Regions from separate parts of the Mus musculus genome. Here region 1 is linked to region 2. Evidence: chromatin contacts called from public HiChIP or PLAC-seq data. All regions are on one chromosome and are shown on one strand. Each heading gives the region's core, a stretch centred on a gene start, on an enhancer-like site or on the middle of the called end of the contact. The rest is flanking DNA. Distances are from core to core; before and after follow the strand shown.

What was found. HiChIP or PLAC-seq counts read pairs in DNA pulled down with a chosen protein or histone mark.
Region 1: a FOXA1 HiChIP or PLAC-seq map of pancreatic cancer cells shows a contact between it and region 2. The contact joins the enhancer-like site here to the promoter of Rnf24 in region 2. A contact is called at or near these places in 1 of 39 promoter capture datasets (embryonic stem cells), 1 of 484 Hi-C or Micro-C datasets (embryonic stem cells), 3 of 115 datasets of contacts at active chromatin or transcription factors (the NIH/3T3 cell line, embryonic stem cells and pancreatic cancer cells) and 1 of 9 other capture datasets (embryonic stem cells).

The regions. Positions count from the first base shown.
Region 1 is chr2:131,805,074-131,811,691 of GRCm38.p6, reverse strand. No RefSeq gene overlaps it. Among named protein-coding and RNA genes, the nearest start is that of 5330413P13Rik, 39 kb to the left of the region's middle. Within about 2 kb of position 4,636, at least 34 of the 459 cell types and tissues checked have an H3K27ac peak or open chromatin away from gene starts, as enhancers often do. A contact at or near this core is called in the NIH/3T3 cell line and pancreatic cancer cells, where this site is marked.
Region 2 is chr2:131,349,557-131,356,877 of GRCm38.p6, reverse strand. It overlaps Rnf24 (ring finger protein 24), which reads left to right and starts at 3,986. Exons shown (of 6, transcript NM_178607.4): 1 at 3,986-4,142. Gm30590 (a long non-coding RNA gene) reads right to left here and starts at 4,046. Exons shown (of 2, transcript XR_374984.2): 1 at 3,700-4,046.

The DNA.
Region 1 (6,618 bases), core at 3,387-5,886, 450 kb before region 2:
TGGCTTGCTGGCTCATAGTCAGGACCTTCTCAGGGTCTGTTCACTTGGTGAAAAAGGCTAAATATCTTGATGGCTTCCCTTTTCTACAGCATTAACACCAGTCAGGAGGACTTTTACCTCCCAACTCCCCTCACAGTTCAAAACTTAACACAAAAAATGTAGGTGTGTGTGTAAGCACAAATGTTTAGGATACACACAGCAGACACTCTCATTAGAACAAGCAAAGTCTAAAGCTCAAAGCATTTTTATTTCTGCTTGAAGATTTTAAGATTCTGTACATTTTTAAAGATTAGCAATTATAAAAAGCTTATTCTCAGATATAACAGAATAAAGCTAGAAACCAATGTAAAAAATATCTGGATAAATTCCCCTGAATATCTATAAATTAGACGATATATTTGTTTGTTTTGAGACAGGGTTTCTCTGTGCAGTCCTGGCTGTCCTGGAACTCACTCTGTAGACCAGGCTGGCCTCAAACTCAGAAATCTGCCTGCCTCTACCTCCCAAGTGCTGGGATTGAAGGCATGCGCCACCACTGCCTGGCAATATATTTCTTTATAACATACAATGAGGAAAAACAGGCTAAAGATGAATTAAAGATTACTTTGAAAAAGTTAAATGCTCAGATACAATCTATTGAAACACATAGGCTGCAGCAATCTCAGTGACTAGAATTTGTAGCAGTGTAGTGTAGTGCAGTGTAGTGTAGTGTAGTGCAGTGCAGTGCAGTGCAGTGCAGTGCAGTGCAGTGTAGTGTAGTGCAGTGTATTGGTGTATACCCTAGAAAGGAAGATGTGGATCCCATCAGCATGGGAGCCTTTAGAAAGAAGAGAAATTTAAATCTAAAGCAAGACAACCCCCCCCCAATCAAACCAAGCAAAAAGCAACAACAACAACAACAATAAAACCAAACACAAGTGAATAGAAAAAAAATCGATAAAGTTCGTGTCTAGCCTGCTAACTATGGAAAAAAAAACCCACCCAAATTGCCAATATCCAAGATAAAAGAGGGGTCATTGTTAGTGATGCCTGGATGTTGTACAAATTACTGAGGACCACTGTGGACACCATCATGTCCACAAATTTGATAACTTGGACGAATGGACCACATACTTAAAGGATATTATAAAAACCCATTTAAGACAAATTGAAGAACATAATATCCCTGTTCCTGTCAAAGGACTGAGTGAAGATCCTGTGCATTTTAATAAAGATCTTATTTAGTTTCGAAAAAGACCTCACATAGATGCGGCTGGGTACACCATCACTAAGTAGCTGAGCCTGACCCTGATCCTTCTGACTCTACCTCCCAAGCATGAGGCCAGCAAACCCAGCCATAAATAGCTTAGAAATCAGATGTTTTCATGAGTTGAGAAGGGGAGTGGGTGTGGTGGCTCACACCTCTTTAATCCCAGTGGAGGCAGAGGCAGATGGATCTCCATGAGTTCAAAGACAGCCTGATACATAGAGTGAGCTCCAGGCCAGTGGGTACGAAATCCTGGGACCTCCTCTCAAAACAAAACAAGAGTTGAGAAAGAAGGAAAGTTCCTTAAAGGCAGGTTTCTTTTAATGTTTCTATTTGGAAATGTTGTGATTTGATACTGGAAACTAAAAACAGAAATCTTTTACTGCGTTTACACTGTGCAAACTGAGAAACTAACTACAAGCTGTAAAATAAAGAAAAAATTCCTGTTAACTGGAGCATTCATAATTTCTCCTTAACGTTCATAAAACATTAACTATTTGTTAAAACCACGGAGTAAGACTGCCTGAGTTCAAATCCTGGCTGCACCGTCTGTTGGTTGTGTGGCCATTGGCAAGTTCATCTCTCCTCTCTGGGCCTCAGTTTCCTCTGTTGTAAAATGGGGACAATAATGTAGTTGCCATGAAGAAAACTAGATAATCTGCATTATAAGTCAGATCGGACTATGAAATTTGATGTTTTCAAGGCTGAAGAACCATTGCTCTGCCCGGAGTTACAGTCCTCCACCAGCCCTGAGCTGATGAAATGTGAATGGTTTAGTATATAACACATAGTAGCGAATATAGTGATGTAGGGGTTATGAACAAGGAATACACAACAATTAATAAACAGTTAAAAAGCCAAGCAACGCCACTCTTTGTGAAATGTAAATAAAATTGGAGACAATTTTGTCTTTAAAATTAGCAAAGCTTTCTTTTTTTTCCTTTTAGTTCTTTGAGATCTTCATACAACATGTTTGATGGTGTGCAACCCCTCCCCCAACTCCTCCCAGATCCACCCCTCCCATCCCTAGTTACCCAACTTTGTCTCCTATTTTCTTTTAAATCCGTCAGGATCAGCTTATGCTCCCCAAATAGTCTTCCACTGCAGAGTGCTCAATGTGGCAGGGGCCACACTCTTAAAAAACTGTCTCCTTTCCCAATAGCTCATAATTACCCACATCTCCACATCTAGGGGTGGGATTGTATTCTCCTCTCCATGCTGGGATTCGGTCTGGCGTGGGCCCACACAGGTCTTTTGCATGCTGTTGCAGCTATTTTGACTTCCTACATGCAGCTGCCCCACTGTGTCTGAAGACATTGTTTCCTTGCGGTCACCCACCGCTTCTGGCTCTTAGACTCTTTTGGTCTCTCTTCTGCAATGATCCTGAGCCATGTCCGGTGTGGGGTGGTGGCTTATGTTCCCTTTAGGGCTGAGCCTTCTGTAGTCTCTTATTCTCGGTAGCCTGGCCAGCTGTGCTCAGTATGTTAATTACCATCTAGTGCAAACAGAGGCTTCTCAGATGAGGGTGGGGCGTGCATTGCTGTGAAGGGGATGTGAGAAGGGGCCCAGGAAATCAGGATGGATTGGGTACTTCTTCCCAAGTTTCCCTTTAAGCCGTCAGTTCTGTTGCTTGCGAGGAAGCATGAGAGGCCCTTTCGTTTCCTGTCGGGGGTCTGGAGTCCATGTCACCTATCCTCCTAGTAAGCAAATGAACGGTGGAGAACAACCATGCTTGTCACCCGTTACTTGTGCTTTTTAGGGGTTGATTTGAAAAGCATAAGTCAATTTTTTCAGAGAGATATGTGTGGCGAGGTTTGCCACAGCAGGTTTTATTTATTTTTTTATTGCTATGCTGAAACCCAGAGCATGCTGGGTAAATGCTATACCACTAAAGCCATATCCCCAGCCCCCACAAGCCCACAGAAGAGTTAATGTCCAGCAGGGAGAGGATATATTTTACTGCAACCTTATTTGACATACACGCAGTCAGAAATGATTTTAAATACAATTTAACAATATAGGAAAATACAATACAACATTAAGAAGAAAAAAAGTTCAAACTGCATGTGCTTTGCTCCAGATTTTTGCAAATAGGTTGCACTTGTAACTAATGAATATGTTATAATCTCAGAAAACACTTATTTTTTTTCCACTTATTTATGATGCTTCCTGTATACACAGAATAAACCCCGAGAGTCTCAGATTTGCATCTGTAAATGAATATATGTTTAAAATATGTTTGTAAATGAAAATAAGAGTGTGGACGGACTCAAATCCAATTGGATTTAAGTGGAAGATGGACAGAAAAGGCAAGAGAGGGGCAGCATAGAAGACTGTCTGCAAATGTTCCAGAACTGCAGCTTGGTTACGATTGCGTCCCTCCCACTGAGAGTGGGGCAGAGGCCTGGGGCACTCTCTGCTCAGCTCTGGCTCTGCGCTTTCTCAGAGGGGCTGAGGGGCAGCGGGAAGAATGGAACCTCTGTGCCCGAGAGTCGTCCTAGTATTGTTTGGACCTTGGCTTCACGCTGCAATCTGGGGATGATGATGATGACGATGACGATGATTTATTTTATGTGTGTGATTGCTCTGCTGCCTGTACACCTGCATGCCAGAAGAGGGCATCAGATCCCTTGTGAGTCACAATGTGGTTGCTGGAAATTGAACTCAGGACCTCTGGAAGGGCAGCCAGTGCTCTTAACTGTTGAGCCACCTCTCCAGCCCGGCAATCGGGTGAATCCTATGCAGACTGCTCGGTAATCTCATATCTAAAGAATAAAGTACTCGGAATGACAGAGGAAAGTGAGCCCATCCAATCCCACTTACCAAAGTGCTTTACAAAAGCCAAATCGGGCGAAGGAGAGATAGCCTTGCGTCTCTTTGAAGGGGCCATGTAGCCAAATCCAGCAGCCAGGTAACGACACGGCTGAAAAATAAATTCCGAATGTCAATGGCAGCTGCCATGTCAGCTGGAAAGCAGTGTGTCAACACCTGCACTGTTTTTCCATCCGAGTTTATTGACCCTCAGCTCTGCCGTGGGCCCTAGGTCAAGCTCCTGCAACTGCTGAGAGCCAGACCCCAGCTTTCTATTCCAGCCCTCCAGGGCACTGGGATACCGGGCTTTGGTTTGTTTGTGTCCAGGAGAAATTGAAGCCAGCATGCCCGTGAGAGAAAAGCAGTTAAGACAAGCCGGGCTTGCTGGGCCTGACCAGAGTGGGAGATGCTCAGAGCAGCAAAGAAGGATGGACGGCTTTAAACACACAGATGCGGATGTACACACGTGTCAGAAATTCCAGTTCTTTATCACCACTCCAGGTCCAAGGTCAGTTACTCCCTCAGGCACTTGCAGATATTTCTCCTCTCCGCATTGACTTAATCCATTCTCTGTGGCTGTAACAGAATACCACAGCCTTGCATGAGTCAGCATCTGGTAAGGGATTCGTTTCTGTATCATAACATAGCTGAGAGTGTCATGTGGCAACTCAGGTCACCTGTACTGACTCCGACCTCCTTTTTACCAAACCACTGACCCTACCCCAGAGGTCATTTCAGGACCTTGTCTAACCCTGATTCCCTCCCAGAGACCTCACCTCTGTGTACCACAGGCACATGCACTTGGTGTTACGTTTACAGCCCATGAGCTTTTGGGGGAATGTATGAACCAAAGCAAGGACCAGGGAGCCATCGTGTTGCAGGAGTGGGACCAGCCGCTGATCTCATGGTCTCCACTCTGTCTTTCATTTCCACCAATCAGAGGCTGCTTTTCTCACATATCCGACTTGAGTCTGTGCTTTGCTAAGCCTGTGAGGTTTACTTAGAACATTGCCTGTCACCTTCAGTGACTCCAGAGCGAACCATCCTTTCAAAGGAACCGCAGTGATCCGTGGGCTTCTCTCCCTGGAGATTGAGCAGGTTGTATGGCTAGCAGGACTCTTGAGATCGGTTACACCTACATTGGGTGTAACCGATTATACTTCATTGCAGAAAGATCTTTGTTCCATGCAATGCCTTGAATTCTGTGCAATCTGAAACGTATCTTGTTATCTTGGCTCTTCTTTATTGGCCTGATAAATCTCAGTTCTCCTTTTTTTAAAAAGCATTTATTTTTTTTTTTTTATTTTTTATTTATTTATTTTTTTTTGCTTGTTTGTTTGTTTGTTTGGTTTTTGGTTTTTCGAGACAGGGTTTCTCTGTATGGTCTTGGCTGTCCTGGAACTCACTTTGTAGACCAGGCTGGCCTCGAACTCAGAAATCCGCCTGTCTCTGCCTCCCAAGTGCTGGGATTAAAGGCGTGCGCCACCACGCCCGGTAAAAGCATTTATTTTTAACCGGCCGATACCATTTTGTTTGGCGTTTGTTTCTTGGAAGCACCATATAATTTAAGTTTCTATTTTAACCTGTAATTTGAGTCCTTCTTTAAAGATGTTTTTCCTCCTGCTTTTGTTGTTGTGTATATGCAGGTTCTCTGCTGACGGCACAGACAAGAGAAGGCCTGAAGTTACTCCGTCTTCTCTCCTCAGAGGTAAGTATGGGTTTCTGGACAGGGCTCTGCAGTGTTCCTGGCTTTGTTAACTCGATGGTTTCCAGCAAACCCCTCTTCTTCCTGAATCACAGACTCAGTTCTCACTGCTCTCCCTGGAGGGCTCACACAAGTCTCCTTTCACCTCCCAGGTTTGCAAAGGTTTGGAAGGGCATCTTGGAGTCCCCCCCACCCCAGGTTCCGGTGGAACTGCTCTGTTCACTCTTTCTCAGGGGTCACCTTTTCCACTGAGTGGGAGAGAGTGTTGGGGCCACAGCAGAGTGGGCACATAGAGGGCAGAGCAGGGAGGCAACCATGAAGGGCTTAGAACATCACTCAAGTGCCCATCGCTTATCAGCAATCCTGTCTTCTGTGGTTGTTAGAATGAAAATGGCTGCCACAGGCTCACAGGGAGTTGCACTGTTAGGAGGTCTGCCCTGCTGGGTGTGCCTTTTCAGTAACCAGAAGCCCTCTGCAGGTGGCCTTGTTACCTCCTCTAGGACTGTCACTCTCTTCCCCAGGAAAGGCTTTCTTCTTCTGGAACTTGACTCTAGTTCTTCTCTGGTTTCCCCATGCCATCCACCTGCCTGTGGACTTGTGTCTGTTTTCTTACTCATTCTTGGGGTGTCCATTTGTCCCCAGGACTTTCAATTTTTTTAATGTGTATAAACTGCTGTTACTAGTTTAAGAATTTCCTTTCTCCTGTTTTATTTATTTTATTTTTTAATAGGATCTCAAAAGCCTACTCTTCCCAAATGCAGAGATTATATACACGTGTCACACACTCTATTCTAATTTATTGCCTTACAATTAAAAAAAGATTTAGTTATTTTATGCATAAGAAGTTTCTGCTGGC
Region 2 (7,321 bases), core at 2,737-5,236:
TGGGAGGCAGAGGCAGGCGGGTTTCTGAGTTCAAAGCCAGACTGGTCTTGTGAGAGAGTTTCCAGGACAGCCCAGGGCTACACAGAGAAACCCTGTCTCCAAACAAACAAACAAACAAACAAAGACTTCAGTGAAGCTGCCCAAGGCAACACGGGTTAGGGATGCCAGAAATAGCCCAGACTCATGTGCTGGCTTTTGAATGGATTTTCAGCTACTGCATATTCAGAAACCGTTGACTGTTGTGGGTTTTTCCATGACCCCTACATTCAGTGTGGATCACTACCCACGGTTTGGGAAGTTGGGCCTTAAATAGCTTCCTCCATCCCCAACCTCCAGCTTTGCAGTGGAATATTCATTATAGCTGATGACCCGTCACTGGTATATCATTACCATCTAGAATCCATACTTCACTCTTGTTGACATCCATTCTACAGGTCTGCACAAATGTGTGACTTGTGTTTGCCATCATAATAGTGTCATTCAGGGCATTTCCGGTGCTCTAAAAATTCTCTGTGCATTTAAAAAAGGAAACAGGTTTTTTTTTTTTTTTTTTTTCCTGTGTTGCTAGATAAGTGTTGCTTTTCTAGGAGAGGGACCAGCGGCAACAGTTGCGGAGTGAAAAGGTGCTGTGCTGCTCTAGAAACAGCTGCAAAATGAGGCTCAAGTGCCAGACTGGGAAGAGCAAATGAGAAAGCCAGACAGCAGAGTGGCACAGGCACATCAGTTTTAAAGAGAGAGCTTGAGAGAGAGACGATAGGTTTGCATGAGAATGGGCTGCAGAGTCTGAGCAGCCCAGGGGAAAGGTGAGGAGGTCTGCTTTGTGCCAAAGTGAAAGGTGCCATCAGCAAGCCTGGGTCCAAAAGGCAGGAAGGGAGGGGATCACCCCCAGCGTCCTGGTTTAAGGGGCAAGGGAGGAAGTGGTCTCCGCAGACTGATTCAGAATAAGCTTTATTAGGAGAGAGGGCCTCAAGACCATGGAGGGCCATTCTCAGGCTTAAGGCAAGAGAGCATCAGCAGGGACAGGTCATCATTTCAGAGACAACATGACCAGACCTCAGAGAGAGGGGGAGAATATGCCCTTCTAGTGCTCGGAGAGGAGCCTCATCAGTAGAGACAGCTCAACTGGGAAACACAGAACACAGGGCTGCCACATCCAACAAGACAGACATCCAGGGAAGAGTCTTCAGATGACCCCAAACAAGGGAGTTTTGTGGGGTTTTTTGCAGTATATTTTACTTATTCTTTGATGGTTTCATACATGTATATAGATCATATCCACCCCTCAATTTCTCCCATCCCTTAAACTCCCCAGTCCATCTCCTTCCCACCTACATGCATCCTCTCCCTCTCCCCCTCCCTCCCCTTCTCCTTCTTCTCTCTCCCCTCACTGAGCCTAATTAAGTACTCCCCACAACAGTGTAGGTAGGGTATCATTCACTGGATCATAGGCAACATACTAGCAGACGTATTTCTAAAGAAAATTGATTTCCCAGCAGCTGTCAACTACCAAGAGCTTCTCAGTTGCGGTGGGGTGGGATGTGAATCCCCCTCCACCCATGCCAGGATGCTCACTGGCTAAATCTCACGCAGGTAAGCACAGGGTCACAAATGCCATGACTGTGTCACACTCAGAAGAAAGCATTTCACGACATTCCTTCCCACCACTGGCTCTGCATTCTTCTGGCCCCTCCTACATGATATTCCCTGAGCCTTGGGGTCATAATAGATGTCCTGTTTAGGACTAAGCATCCAATAGTCACTTATTCTTAGTTCTCTGACCACTTATGGATCTCTGCACTAACTGCTGCCACTGCAAACAGAAGGTTCTCTGTCCAATCTTGGGATCAGCACTAATCTATGGTTACACATATAAATATTTAGGATGCAGCTTAACAATATGAACATTTAGCAGAACAACAGTACTTAGATGCCCCTAGGGTCTGTGACCTCCCCAGCCACTTGCTTTTGACCAAGTTTACAGTATCAAGTATGAATTCCTCCCTGTGAGGCAGGCCTCAAGTCCAATCAGAAAGTATTCAGCTAAACCACAATGGTCATTGCTATTGCACCAGTGGGCAGGTCTCGACTGACAGATCAGTGTAGTAGCTCTAATCCTGTTCCCAGCAAGACCATTGTTTCAGTTTGCTCCCCTAGTGCTGTGATAAAACACCATGACCAGAACAACTTGGGCAGGAAAGGGTTTATTTGGCTTACATTTACAGGTAATAAATAGGCCATCATTGAGGGGAGTCAGAAAAGAACTCAAAGGAGGGATTAGAAAGAAAGAGTTGGTGCAGAGGCCATGGAAGGGTGCTGCTTACTGGCTTGCGCCCTATGGCTTGCTCATAGCAACCAGGACCACCTGGCCAGGTGTGATACCACCCACAGTGGTTCATGCCCTCTCATGTCAACCAGTAATCTAGAAAATGTTCTGCAGACTCACCTACAAGCAATCTAATGGAAGCATCTTCTCGATTGAGGCTTCTCTTCCCAGATAGCACTAGCTGTGTGGATATGACATAAAGCTCTAGCCAGTACAACCACTGACATATTTTCCAAAGGAGATTCCTGGTGTGTATAGGTTTACAGTCGGTGGCAGGTGATATGCTTACAAGGGGTGGGTCCTCCCACATCAATCATTAATCAAGCATATGCCCCACAGAGGTGCCTTCAGTCCAGCCTGAAGGAGGTAATTCTTCAACTGGGGTAACCTCTCCCCGGACAACTCTAGTTTGTGCGACACTTCTCTTGAATGCAGTAAAAGAAAGCCTGAGATAGTAATCCAAGCCCTTGAGTATCTTCACTCACGTGGCCTGCAGCTCCGTTGTAGTGTGTCCTGAATATTTCTTTCTTTCTTTTTTTTTTTATTTTGCTTTGCTGCTCCCCCCCCCCCCCTTGCTTTGCTTCAACTAAATTTTCTTGCTACTTTTACACATCGGTGAGAGCTTTTATTTCAATTCCTTGAACAAGAGACCAAGAATATGAAAGCTTTGTACCCTAATGTCGGTACTGATCTGCCTTAGCCTATGTGCCAAGGTGACAGAATTAGGTAGGACTTTTAAGCTGGCAACAACACAGCAGGGATCCTGAGAGCAGAGGTAGAAGGGGGGCGGGGGAAGGAGGGGGAGAGGAGGGAAGAGGAGGGCAGGGGAGAGGTGGGGAGGAGAGAAGGGAAATAGCTCACAGGTGTTGGCCTGATTTGGAGAGAGAGGAAGTTGGGTCGAGGGTCTGTGATTAAACATTCTGAGTCCTTCTTACTTCCCCTTTCCTAGGAAATGTATGGTTTACTAAAGCTGGAGGAATGGGCTGGTGGGCATTTTCCATGATGAATTTAAAGTCACAAACTAGTTATGGTTTATAGAAGGATTGGGGGCGGGGGGGGGGGGGGAAATACCTCCCAGGGAAATGGGAAGTTAAGGGAGGGAGGCCTGAGGTGCGGTACCCACACCCTCTGCTAATCCGTTTTAGCAGTGGTAGCTATGAGAACTCCTGCATGCTTTCGCTGACCTGCTAGAATTTAGGCAAGGGCTCAGTGCTCCCAAATCCTGAGTCAGTTTGTCTGTAGTGTAGAATAGGAGCTGGGGGTCGAGAGTAATGAGTAGATGTAATTAAATAAAGGACACACTGTTTCTTAAATATATTTCCTTCCACTGTCTGTACAGGCGCAGCAGGTGGAAGATCTAACTAGGGGTACCTCACCTTTGAGGACTCTTGGGCCGGATGCTACGAGAAGCGAAGCTTTACTTTTTTAACTCTTACGAACGTCCACATACACGGAAAACACTACACAGCGGAGAAGATATGAACCTTATAGCTGGGCATCACGAATCAATCCTCTAGAGCAGCCAGTAGCCCAGCGGAAGGGACGCCGCGCCTGCGCACTTGCCGACAATGAAGCCGCGCGCCCTCAGTGAGGAGGCGGGACTTGCCCGGGCATCCGGGTCCCACACCCCGCCCCCGCGGCATGAATGAGAGGCGCGGCGCCGCCCCTCCCCCGCCGGGCCCGCCCCTCGCCGGGGCCGCAGCTAAGCAGTCGCTACCGCCAGCTCAGCGGCTCGGACTCACGGACGCGGCTCTAGCAGTTCACCGCAAGAAGCTGACTCCGGGCGCCGCCGCCCGCACGCCCGCTGCCCGTCGCCCGGGTGAGTGAGGGGAGGGCTGGGCCTGAGCGCCGCGCGGCTGAGGCTGAAGCGCAGGCTCCGCAGGTCCGGCTCTGGGATGCTGAGGGCAGCGCGCCGGCCTCGCACCCCCTCCGAGACCGGGGTCCGTGGGTTAGTCCCCACATACAGGCACAAAGGGCGGCGCGGGCTGTCACCCGGAGGTCACCTCGGGCTGGGCCCGGGCGGGGGAGGCGGGATGGGCGGAGGATGGAGGAGCCGCTGCCTCTGCGTCGGTGGTGGGGACCGACGCTGGTCTCGGGGGGTGCGGTGTGGCAGTGGTTTTCTGGTCCCGAGCCACTCCTTCTTTTGTGGTGCTTGTCTCGTGCCTGGTTGTCACACCGTGCAAGGCACACTGAGACCTCTCTGGTTGGCTTATTTATTAATGAAAGTCATATGGCGGCCTCATCATTTGTGGGTGGGGGGCGTGCGTGCACCCACAGGCCAGAGAATTAGTGACCCTGCTTTGTTTCCGGAGACCTTAGTGGTGTGTGTCCTGTGAAATGAGACCGTCTGAGATCGTCGTAAAGGGCAGAAGGAAAAGAGGTGTAAAGATAACTTCATCTTTACCCCTTCGTCTCTGGTGTTATTTCAGATAACAGGTCTTTTGGTGTTTCGTTGTTTCTCATTGTAAAACCAGTGGGTCTGTTCATTGAAAGTGTGAGTCTGCATTCTTATGTCTCTGTATATTTAGAACACTTTCTTTTACGATTAATGGTGATCTATTTACGTAGCGGCGGTACGCCGGCATCCTGAACATTGTTTTCTGGGCTTAGTTCATGATAATAGGTCTTTGTGCTTGTGTACCTATCTATAGGAATACTCCCAATATATCTAGGGCACTGCTTTCCCCACTCTTCCATACAGACAGATTATGTTTCTTGCCTTTCTGCTCTAATAAGAGGTGGTCTAGCAGGTTCTTTCCACCTTCTTGTCAGTCCGGTCGTCGCCCTCCCCGCCCCCGCCCCGCACCCCTTAATGCTTTGGCAAAGGATATTACCTAAATATTACCGTGGTATGCACCCTAGCTTTGATCTGAATTTTTGTGTGTTTGGTTGTGCAGCCTAGCTGAACAGATCATCTTACATGACTTATCAGAAAGCACCCCTTTTTTCCTCCATTGTTTGTCTTCATTCCCCCTCGCCCCTGCTCCTGGTTCCCCCCTTCTCCGTCCCCAAAGAGGCTAGGAAGCGCTGCTGGGTTCCATAGGCTTTAACTTGATAGGGTGTGTTCACTTAGACAGTTAAAAAGAGGTATTTAAGATAGGCAGGTGTGGCCGAAAATGCCTTCTCTGGACTTGGGAGGAAGAGGCAGTAGGATCTCTGTGGTTTCAAGGCCAGTCTGATTTACATAGTAATTTCCAGGCCATAACACAGAATGAGACCTTGTCTCAATAAACAACAAACTTTTCCTTGTTATCTTGTTTTAAGCAAGATTATTTGAATTTTAGAAGATAGTTATTACTCTAGTTGGATAATGATATTTTTGTTTCTTTTTTACCCTTCTAATTTTGTAGAGTGAAAAAGCACATTTTTGAAATATTTTTGTTATGATCTTTTGATTCAAAATAGTGGAGGTAAAAAAAATGCAGTTTATATATGAATAATTGAGTGGGTTCAGTTTTCTTTAAGATTCTCTTCAAGATTACTTATTTTTGAGTCACATATATTTTCATCCCTGGTAAAATTTCAGTACAAAATGACATGTAAACCTCCACAACATCTGTTTATGTATAGACTCTGCCTGAAACATTTGCTTTTAATTTGAAGGAAAGTTTCCACTGGTTGGATGACAATCCATTATTCTTAATGAAATTCTTGCTTTATGCATCTTTCTTTCGTGAACTGTGGGTCACAATCCAATATGGGATTGCATAACTGTGGGAGTCACAAACATTAGCAATCAAAAGTTTCTGAATGTTAAGTGATCAGAAATTAATTCAAGGGACCAAACACGAAGTACTTGCTTAGCATGCACAACACCCTGGATTTGATCCCTTGGACGGAATTAACTAGATTTGCTGGCCCATACCTGTAATCCATCTCCCTTTGGGAGATTGACTATATAGTGAATTTGAGGCCAGTCTGGGATACAAGAGATCCTGACGAGACCCTGCTAAAATAATAATAATTCGCAACCAAACACGTAATAGATCTTCGATGTGTTGGTATCACACAGGACTTCCCTGCAGCCTTGCTTTGGTAGGCCTGGTACCTCACATGCTGTTGTAGTACACTCTGCCAGGGAATGTGGCCTGAATAGCCTCAGGTCAGACTCTAGGCTATTGTCCCTTACAATCACCGTGGTTTTGTTTGTTTTGTTTGTTTGTTTGTTTCTGTTTTTTTTCTGAACATAGAAAGTTTTATGAACCTACAGAAACATTAAAAGCTGGGTGTATGGTGATCGCCTTTAACCTCAGCACTCAGGAGGGAGAAGCAAGGTGGACCTCTTTGAATTCCAGGGCAGCTAGGACTACATAATACAGATCAGTCTCAAGCAAACAAAAGACATAATGGTTTAATAAAAGAAAAACAGGCTTACTATTTTCCCACTGTCATTCCTCTCAGCATGTAAGTATAACATTACTGTACCTGGGACTGAAGAGGTTGCTCAGTGATGAGTACATCTGCTCTGGCAAGTAAGTTTACATACCCACACAGGCTGCTGGCTCACACCTTTAATCCCAGCAAAGACCAGCCTGGTCTACAGAGTGAGTTCCAGGACAGCCAAGGCTACACAGAGAAACCTTGTCTTCAAAAACTAATCAAAACCAAAACAAGAACAAAACTTTAAAGAAAGAGCAAAATACGGAATGTATTGTGTTTAAATATTTATCTTTTGGCTTTGTTTTTGTTTTTTTTGAGACCCATCTCACTGCATAGACCTCACAGTGATCTGTATGCTTGCCTCTACCAACCAAGTGGTGGGATTAAAGGCATCCACAGCCATACCTGGCTTGAAGTGGTAATTTGAAAAAAAAAAAAAAAATCAAATAGTCAGGAAGCAGCAGCAGGCTTCTATCACAGATAGATTTCTGTGAGTTCAAGGCCAGCCAGGGTTAAATACAACTCAAACAAAAAGCTGTTTGAGTTGCTAACTTGAATTTCATCCAAAAAGAAATATATTGGGCCTGGAGAGATAACTCAGTGGTTAAGAGCACTGAC